Regions from separate parts of the Hordeum vulgare genome. Here region 1 is linked to region 2. A link is a contact called in public Hi-C data. All regions are on one chromosome and are shown on one strand. Each heading gives the region's core, a stretch centred on a gene start, on an enhancer-like site or on the middle of the called end of the contact. The rest is flanking DNA. Distances are from core to core; before and after follow the strand shown. Region 1 holds the start of LOC123406353 (CASP-like protein 2C4). Region 2 holds the start of LOC123401821 (CBL-interacting serine/threonine-protein kinase 21).

What was found. Hi-C and Micro-C count contacts between places; a contact is called where the count stands out from the background.
Region 1: a Hi-C map of seedling shows a contact between it and region 2, with 5 times the contacts expected there. The contact joins the promoter of LOC123406353 here to the promoter of LOC123401821 in region 2. A contact is called at or near these places in 2 of 6 Hi-C or Micro-C datasets (leaf and seedling).

Annotation. Positions count from the first base shown.
Region 1 is chr6H:122,708,586-122,713,345 of MorexV3_pseudomolecules_assembly, forward strand. LOC123406353 (CASP-like protein 2C4) reads left to right here and starts at 2,218. Exons shown (of 3, transcript XM_045099859.1): 1 at 2,218-2,747; 2 at 2,856-3,000. The coding sequence starts at 2,413. It overlaps LOC123406352 (calmodulin-binding protein 60 B-like), which reads left to right. Exons shown (of 8, transcript XM_045099858.1): 8 at 1-574. The coding sequence ends at 285.
Region 2 is chr6H:122,067,155-122,072,243 of MorexV3_pseudomolecules_assembly, forward strand. It overlaps LOC123401821 (CBL-interacting serine/threonine-protein kinase 21), which reads left to right and starts at 3,345. Exons shown (of 13, transcript XM_045095670.1): 1 at 3,345-4,094; 2 at 4,196-4,432; 3 at 4,513-4,620; 4 at 4,778-4,849; 5 at 4,948-5,001. The coding sequence starts at 3,933.

The DNA.
Region 1 (4,760 bases), core at 968-3,467, 640 kb after region 2:
ATTCGCATGAAAAGCCACCAACTGCTCGAGGGTGAAGACATGCAGCAGCTGCTCAGGGTCTTCAATATGGGTGGAGCTTCTCCTGGTTTGCCAGACGAGACGTTTTCCTACCAGACCTACATGCCATCTCCATTGCCAACCCCAGGCTTCGAAGGTGAGCCCAGCCGTCCATCGGGCAAAGCCGTTGTTGGGTGGCTCAAGATAAAGGCCGCTATGAGGTGGGGAATATTTGTCAGGAAGAAAGCTGCGGAGAGAAGGGCACAGATTGTTGAGCTGGATGATTAAGATCTTGGCGTGTGCTCACTGTTAGTTGAAATCTCAAATACCAGCTGCTGTTGCTGCGAACTAGTTCTTTGGCTCACATATTCGTCGTGATTGCCATTGAAGCTAGTTTTCTGTAAATCTACAGCGAGCAGCTCTGCTATCTTGTAAAAAAATGCCGACCCGCTTCCTTGTATAATTTCAACATAAATTCTTGTTTAGTGCCTTTTCCGTTTAGCTTAATTTGTGCAGAATATTGCTGTAGAAGACGATGTGAATTGATTTGAACAGTATTACGTTTTTGTGGCTGTTACTTGGTTGGGGGTCCATAACTACTGGAAGAACATGTTTGTAAGGCTCAGTAATTTTGTTGAAGTGGTGCATCGGCATTATGTTCTTGGCCTCTTTTATCAAGTGATCATACAGTGACCATTTGTTGCAGCCGGGCATGTCATTTATAAGAAGTTGAGCTGATGGGACGTGGAGGTCTTCCAGTCAAATGGAGGGCAAACTGAACCACACATTTTTTTTTCCTTTTCAATAGTCACTAATTTTCTCGAATGCCAGCTTACGGACGGAAGATACGGAGGTACGTGTCCACACCTAACCTAATTAGCCCCTCTCCCCTTTGATTTTTTTCTCCTAATCATCCTCAGTCCGATATCTTTTCTCCCTAAGATTTGTAGTAGATGCAGCGTCTTTTTTTTTTTATAAGATTTTAATCGTAGTTGATGTTTCAAGTTGCTGTGTATCGTATTCGAGGTGGTTGACGCTTGATGCAGTCTCGTTGACGCCCAAAGCTGCGAAGGCTACCCGTAACTGTAAGCAAACGCAGATGGCTACACCCCCTTTCACACCATGTTCACAATCTCTGTCAATGCAGCGTATACTCCCTTCGTAAAGAATATAATAGTGTTTAGAACGACATCCCAAGCAGGGCCTTAGGGAGGTAAAACGTGAGGATGCCACGCATATTCACACATTTCCTAATGGGTGAATTCCCATTTATGTTGCAAATTTCCTGTACAAAAAAGGATTGTGGATTGCTCTTCACTTCATTCAACTAATCTGGTTAATTCTAAAATCACATCAGTTTGGCCTACCTTGTTAGTTTTGAGATTATTTTCTCATGCTCATCGCTTTGAATGATTTTTTAGTTGCAGCTTTGAGTTTTTCGTTTGTCTTTCTTCAGCTCATTGTCTTAAACTCTGCTAATCGTGACCAGATCATGTCTCTAGATATGTGAGTGCACAATACAGAAGAGGAACAGGACAATTCCATACTGTTGGCGGCATCAATTGTAAAATTTACCATGAAGAATGCATCATGACGTGACAGAGAATAGAGTAGGGTGAGTTTTTTTTTGTTTTTGTTTTTGCAAAACGTAAGGAGGGTTTATTTGTATGCTAACAAGTCAAGTATGCAAACCAACCTATGATTGAATGGTTAGAAGGACAGTGGTATCCCTTGTCCACAAGAGTTTAAGTTTCATATTTAACATTCTTGTTGCCGTTTACCTGAATTTATTCCAAGCATTCTAGCAACATGCGTTCACTGAGAGGGAGTGAATTGTGAAAAACCATTACATTGAAGCGTGGTTCTGCAGAAAACACTTTTTTACGAAATCTTTGCAGATATCACTAATTTTTATCCTAATCATTTGCAAAAAACACCTAATCGCCTCTTCGCCCCTTTTAACCTCTATTATGACAAGGGGGCCCGTTTTTTGACGACCTGGCGTAACGGCCAGTAACTCACGCCGTCTCATGACGCTGTCCAGGAACACCCGGTTGAGCCGCTGCTTAAGATACACGTGATTAGAGCCATATTGAGAACCCCATATTGCCCAACTTAAGATACACGTGATTAGAGCCATTGTGTGGTGTATTATTGGTTGATGACATAGACACTAGCATACGATAATCAAGCACACAAATTGCTGGTCATCCTCTAAAAGCCATGGCATTTTATAAAGCTGCCCAAAGGTTCATAAGCATACGTGCAGTTACAGTGAAGCCCATGAAATTCAACGCAATTTGGTGAAAAATTTAAATCCCATACAAACATGGCGGCCTCAACGCTCACGTACTACTTTCGAGCCCCTTTGCACCACCGCAGCCAGCCCCCATCAAAATTGATGGGAGCCGATGGATGGATATCGGTGATATAAAGCACGCGCTCTGGCCCCCAACGCTTTCCGCGCGCGCTACCCCGCCAGAGCGTTCACGTCCGAAGGCTCCACAGAGCTCCCCAAAACGTCGGCCGGGAAGCGAGGCGGAGACCGATCGAGCGAGGCGGCCGGGCGACATGGGGGCGGTGGCGAGGCTGCAGGCGGTGGTGGCGTCGGGCAGGGCGGAGAGCCTCCTCCGGGGCGCGTGCGCGGTGGGGTCGGCGGCGTCCGCGCTGCTCCTCGGCCTGAGCGCACAGACCAAGACGGTGTTCTTCATCCGGAAGAAGGCCGTGCCCAAGGACGTCGAGGCCCTCTGGTACATGCTACGCGCCCACGCGCGCCCCATGTTCGGCCACGGATCGATGTAGTGCTACCAGGTTTCGCGACGATCCTGATCGAATTCTTGCTGTGTGAGTGTGACCAGGGTGCTGGTCGTGGCGGCGGCCGTGGCCGCGGGGTACCACGCCGCGCGGCTCCTCAAGCGGCTCTGCTCCGGCGGCCGCTTCGCCGGCGGCGAGGACCGGGGCTGCGCCAGGGCGGTCGCGTGGGCATGTTTCCTCCTCGACAAGGTAACCAACTACTACTACTAGCTGATTACTTTTCGGTGAATTGATTTGTAGCTTCAGTATAATCAGTTAGCTAGACTAGCGGGTCGTGGTGATCGTCGATCCAGGAAGGAAGGAAGGAGGAAACAGGCCGGCCGCGTGCGCGTGCTTGGCGCCCAACCGTTTCCCATTAATACGCTACGCATCGAATGGAATTATCGTGAGCCGGCTACAGGCTACAGGCTACAGGCTACAGCGACGGGCGTGTGCGTGTGCGTGGACACTCCGCCGTCGCTTTTACCCACGGCTAGGTAGCAGCAGGAGGACGGTAGTGGTGATGGGCCTTTCTGCCTGTCGTTTTTGATCGGGCAGGCCAAACTTTTAGCCAGTTAAGGCCTCGCTTCCTTCGACCTTCCCGTCCCCATTTCCTCTCTCGCCGGTCGCCGCCGGCGAGCGAGCAATCTCCCCCGTCTCCGGCGCCCGTCTCAGTCGCCGGTTTACCATCACCCTCTGCACGACAATGGGTTTTTACTCCTCTACCGAGAGGTGATCTGTTTTGGGTTCGTCTCGGGTTGTCGCTCCGCGCCATCTCCCACTTTTATTTTGCACTTCGCCACCAATGCCGCTGGAGAACTGCATCGTATGGTTAGGAAACCGAACCAGGACAGCTTTGCTTTGCAAGAACTCCTTGTCGCTTTAAGTTCATAGTTCTATCCTAGGGACATGTTATAGATATAATCCGGCACGTCATGTAGGCACTGAACGGCGGAGAAGATCAGAAGAGTGGTTGCTCACGTGATGTGCTCTCGCCAAATATAATTCCGTACCACAGTACATCGTTAATCGTTTGATGGTACGGTATGGAGAGGAAGGGTCATAACTCATGCGGTTGCAACCGTAACGGGGTCGTTTCTGAACCTTAACTCGCGACGCGTAACAAGAATCTTGATGGACTGATGGCCGCACTGCTAACGGCAACAGCAGAACACATTAAGAGCAACTTTAGCAGAGTCACCGGTTCGATCTGCATTTTTTTATTTAGAAAAGGAGGTTTACCCCGCCTATGCATGTGGACGATACATGCAGCCATTTTATTAATTATTTACAAAAACCTTATAAGTAGTACATTAGTTTGTCCGAAGACACCATCTTAGCAACAACTGTCGCTACTCCCAACCACTTGATGAAAGGATGTCGATAGCCCGAGCCTATAACCAAACAAACATTGTACCAAAGCCTAACATCTAAAGCCAGAGGCACCAACCGAGCCACATACTGGGTTTAGGGTACAAACCGGTTCAATACACTCTCATGTGTCGTCGCCGTCATCTTCCACCAATACATCTTCAGAGTAGAAACTAACACACCGACTTACCAGACCTCTCTGCCATCGACGCCACCATGACGTCACAAAGTGTCCTCCTGCGCGAGTCCATCTCCGCGCATCAGATGCCGAGTCTCCGCTACGCCATGCCGTCGAGATCCACCGCCATCAATGAGTAAGATGAAGCAGCGCTCCACCAAAGAAGCCGTCCACTGGTCTCTTGAGCCCGTGTACACCTCCAAGAAAGACGTCCCCAAGAGGAAAACAACATCTGGCCGCCGTCGTCATCCGATCTACTGATCTAGGGTTTCCCCCGGAGGTAGCGGATAGAGGTCTTGAGCTTCTCCACAATGATGCCCTTAAGAAGGTAACGACACAAAAGAGTGTCGCCATCCCCGGTCTTAGCAACAAGCCGAGAACGAGGTTTTCACCCGTATCCGCTCGACGAACCTCCGTCTCG
Region 2 (5,089 bases), core at 2,095-4,594:
AACGAGCTCAAGAGATAAGGTCCATTAGGGAAGAAGACCTCCTTTGTAGGTGGGAAAAAAATCCAACCATTACCTCCTCAGCCCGCACACAAGTGGTACTACTGCTCATGAGAGCGGCACTACCGCTTGGGCGGTTGTGCCTGATGCATAGTGCAATGGCACAAGGCCACGAGATGGTAGTGGCGCCGGAGCAGTGCAGAGGCCCTCGAATGCAGGTCAGTGGCAGTAACAGGGGCAGTACCGCTCAAGCGGTTGCAAGAGCGGTACTACCGATTGTAAGCGGTACAACCTCGCCCTACTGTCGCCCTTAAGTCCACTGAGAGTTCTGAGTATAGAAGGTTAGGCGGTAGTTGAGCGGTAATGGTGGGCGGTATTACCGAAAATAGGTGGTACTATTCCGTCGTACTACCGTCACAACAATCGCCTAGTCCGACACAAAAAATCAAGACTTCGCACGCAGCGGTACACCGCGCGATACTGGACAGTGATACTACCGCCCGGGGGTGGTACTACCGCTTACCCAAACTGGCACTACCACTTACACTTTAGGCGGTACTACCGCTGGCGCGTGATACAACCGCTTATTTCCTTCACGAACAGAACACACGAAACAGATGAATGTAGGAACACCAGAACTACCATAACTTCTGCAAATGAGCTCCGAATTGAGCAAACTCAAACTTATTGGACAGATGACGACAAATACTATCCAAACAACAACTGGTTATATTAAGAAGAGGCACGATAGTATGCCTACGATATAGAGGAGTGGGACCTCCATGAGAGAAGCATCAGCATAAACTCCAACATCAAAAGCATCATAGAAGATGCATATGAACTTTGTTTTCGATTAACTTGAGCTTGTCATGAAGATGACCATAAGCTTTAAAACTCACAAAGATAAACACCAAACAAGAACCAAGAAATATGATGCAAGGATGCAAAAGGTTTGAGCTCTCAACGAACGATACGATCCAGCTACTCACTTGAGAGCCCCCCTTGATAGTATGACAATCGATACTATAACCCGGTCTCCCAACTACCACCATGAGACGAGTAAATAGAAAAGCTATCAAGAACAAACCTTTGCTTTGCGCATAGTCCACTTGAGCTAGATGATGACGATCTTGTCCTCCTCGAGATGGACCATCTTTCTTGATTGCGTCGGCTCGATGACGACTAGTAGATTGCTCCCCCATACTCCACTATGGGCAAGCCACTCTTCGGCACATATTAAATAGTCCATCGTCACCATAATGGACGGCAAGCTTCAAACATGATCTCTTCGTGATGCTCCACTTGAACTTGCACACCGCAAGCTTGATGACGATCACCACTTGATGCCATCCTCGATGGGTTGTATGAGATCTTTATCTTCACGCAATCCCACGGATCCATATCTAACCCCACATAGAACTCTCACGAAGACCATGGTTTAGTACACAAAGTGTAATGGACAATGCTTACCATACCATGGATCACTTGATCCCTCTCGGCACATCATGTACGCTTGGTTTGTTGATCAACTTGATTCACTCCTTGACTTAGTCTTGATCAACCTTGAGGCGTATCTTCTCTCTTCATAAAGATGATGTCTTGAAGGTAAACATGAATGTTCCCACAATCTTCTTCTTCAAGACATGCTTGCAATAAGCTCAACTCTCACATGACCAATCTTTGGATAAATTCCTGAATGCCACCTAGGTCATCTCATAAACTCCTTGAAACCAACAAAGTGACTTCAAGAAATGCCTATGAACAAGTCTTTTGAATATAACACAAGGCATCCATTACTCCATAGGTATTATCATCAATTACCAAAATCAAACATGCGGCCACAATGTTCTAACAGAGTGAAGATACAACCGCGAGACGTGACATAGTTAATTTTCATCTAGATGAGAGTCTAATTTAATTTTTGCGATCTCTTCCAACAAAAAACACATTGACCCCCAAGTTTGCAGATGCGTTGAACACATGAAATTGCATGTTTGGTGATGTAAAATGCAACTAACAAAAAAATCATGAATTTGAAATAAACAAGTAAATAATAGAACAAAAGGAAAATAGGAAAACAAAAAATAAAAAATAAAACAAACAAAAAAATAGAAAACCAAACAAAAACTTATACAAAAATGGAAAGGGACAAACCCCCCAAACCCCAGCCAGGGCAATAAAAAAAAGAAAAATATAGCAGCCCATACGTGGAGGGGTGAAGGCAAAGCCCACAAACAAAGAAAACACAGGGGGCCTACAGTCATAGAATTGAAAAGGGGGCAGACAAAATTATTAGTTGAGGAATACACGCAAACGAAACTCTAGGGGAATACATGTGACTCGATCCACGGCAGGCAGCAATGAAAAAGACACGAATCTTAACAGCAAGAGCATATGGTTAGGGAGTTAGTTGAGACATCACTAAAATTTATCTAGATGTTGTTTTTTGGGGACGCTAGGCGTCAACCGGCTGATCCCTAGCGCGGATCCATCAGTCTAACAGCCGTTATTTAATTAGTTTATTTATTAAGGGACGTGCTACGGGTTGCAAGGTGTTAGATTTATCGCATCGTGTGAGCTGAACATGTCTTCATCACCGCAACACGCGTTTTGTTGCAGAATTATTTCTGCAACATAGGACTTGTTGTAGATTTTTTTTGCAATGTTTTTTTGTTGCAAAAAAAAAAAAATTTGCACCTTTGCTTTTGTAGCATTTCTTTTGCAACTGAGATATTGTTGCGGGAATTTTTTGCAACACATATTTTGTTGTAATATAGACCCATTGTAAACATTGCAATACCGTATATGTTTCAGAAACATAGTCCCTTTTATAGAAGTGTGCTCGACGAAGGACAATATAGGATCCTCACTTGAACGTGTGTCATGCAAGGGAGGTGGCGGAGGCGCTGGTATGCGTCGGCCGACGGATCTTCTTAAAAGATCCGACACCTTGAAAGACATATGATTTTGTGGATTGAGTGGCCGAGCATCACCCTCTACTATTGCAACATAGATCGTGTTGAGAAATTTTTCTAAAACACGAATAGTGTTGTACAATTTTTTTTGTAACATGACTTAAATTGCAGAAATTTTACAACATAGATTAAGTCATAGATTTTTTTTCAACAAAGGTCTTGTTACATTTTTTTTTCCTTGTAAAAGGTCTTGTCATAGAAAGTTTCGCGAAAAAAGTCTTGTTTGCAGAAAATTTACAAAAGTGCAAAATATTTTCACAACAACGGTGTTGTTGCAGAATTATTCCGCAACAAAGCTATTGTTGTGAAAATTTATATACGTCTTTTCACAACAAGAGATGCTCATGCAAGTCAAAGCTCTGCAACTATCTTAGGTGGTTTTCTACAGGGCATGGTGAACACATAAGGCTATATGGACACGTGGTAGAAGATGAAGACGATTGCTATTTGGAAGTAATCCACCTGTGGGTGTTAATCATTTTCCTTAGTAAATCTGTATATAATAATGATGATGATAATAATAATAATAATTAACAGTAGTAATAATAATAATATTGCCCGCTATTATTTTGCGTGGGGATTCAAGAGCGCAAGTGGCATGCACACAATACTTGCATCTTCCATTCCATGACCAGAGGCCCGGCCGACCATGTACGCCGTCGACGAGAGGGAGGCACACAGGGCCTCTCCTTTTTACCGGGCCGTTGTGCACGCCGTTGACGGGAGGGCAGACGGCCAGACGGCGACCGGCAGTTGCGCCCGGAAATCACGTTGCCACGGCCACTTTCTCTCCAAACCCCCCAACCACCTTGCCTTCTCACCTGATCTCCGTTTCACAGTGCATCCACCGTACACTACCACCACGGACAAGCGCACATTCCTGTCCAGCCAAACCACTGCTGGATTAAGGTTTGCTGCTTTGCTTGGTACGAGGAGGGGAGCAGCGGGAGGTCGAGGACGATGGTGCTGGCGGAGAGCATTGGCAAGTACAGGGTCGGCCGGACCATCGGGGAGGGCGCCTTCGCCAAGGTCCGGCTCGCCGTCGACGCCGAGACTGGCCGCTGCGTCGCGGTCAAGGTCATCGACAGGAGCACGGTGCTCAGGAACAACCTCATGTATCAGGTACCTACGTGTCCGGCCCGGCTGTTGTTTCTGTGAACGATGCTCCGCCGTCCATGGAGCAGAGCATTCCGTGACGGCCTCTTTGCTTGTTCTTGTTAAAGGTGAAGAGAGAGATCGGCGCGATGAAGCTTCTCAACCACCCCAACATAGTCAAGATACACGAGGTAGCTGCTCAAATTCCTTCACCATTCCATCCATTGCCCAAGCATGCAGCATTGGCAGGACTGAAGCCTCTTCCGTGCCTTACTGCGGTTACATTCACGCAGGTGATCGCGACAAAGACCAAGATATGTCTGGTGATGGAGTATGTTCCGGGAGGGCAGCTCTCCGACAAGCTAGTAAGACCTTCATCAAGTAACAGTTCTCGGTTATTGTTCAGCTGATTTTCCTTACGGTTTCTGAGTTCTTTCTGGTTAAGAGTTACCTCAAGAGATTGGATGAGAGGGAAGCGAAGAAGTACTTCTACCAGCTGATTGATGCTGTGGACTATTGCCACCGGAGAGGCGTCTTTCACAGGGATCTCAAGGTCAATACATTCCCATTCTCCCGTAGATAACTGCATGTTTGGATATAAACTCTTTTTCATCCCTGACGATGCGAACTGGTTGGCGTTCTTGCTTGATCATCGCTCCGTCTATGGTTGCCACACCACTGAGTCATTCTACTTTTGAGAGTGTCAACAGCCTGAGAACTTGTTGCTAGATAATCAGGGCAATCTCAAGGTATCCGATTTTGGCCTCAGCGTGCTACGGAAGGTAGTAAGAACTTGCAAAGGGCTATGGGCTCATTTCATTTCAGTTGTCGATGATTCAGATTGATCAACTCCGAAACTTTGCATCTAATTTTCTTCCAGCCAGGGCAGTTGCTATCCACATCTTGCGGCTCTCCATGCTACGTGGCTCCTGAGGTATTCGAAAGATCATAGCGCTCCAGCAAAAATAAGAGCATGGCATGGCCTAACTACCCAAAGTTGCATTGTACATGCCACAAAGTTT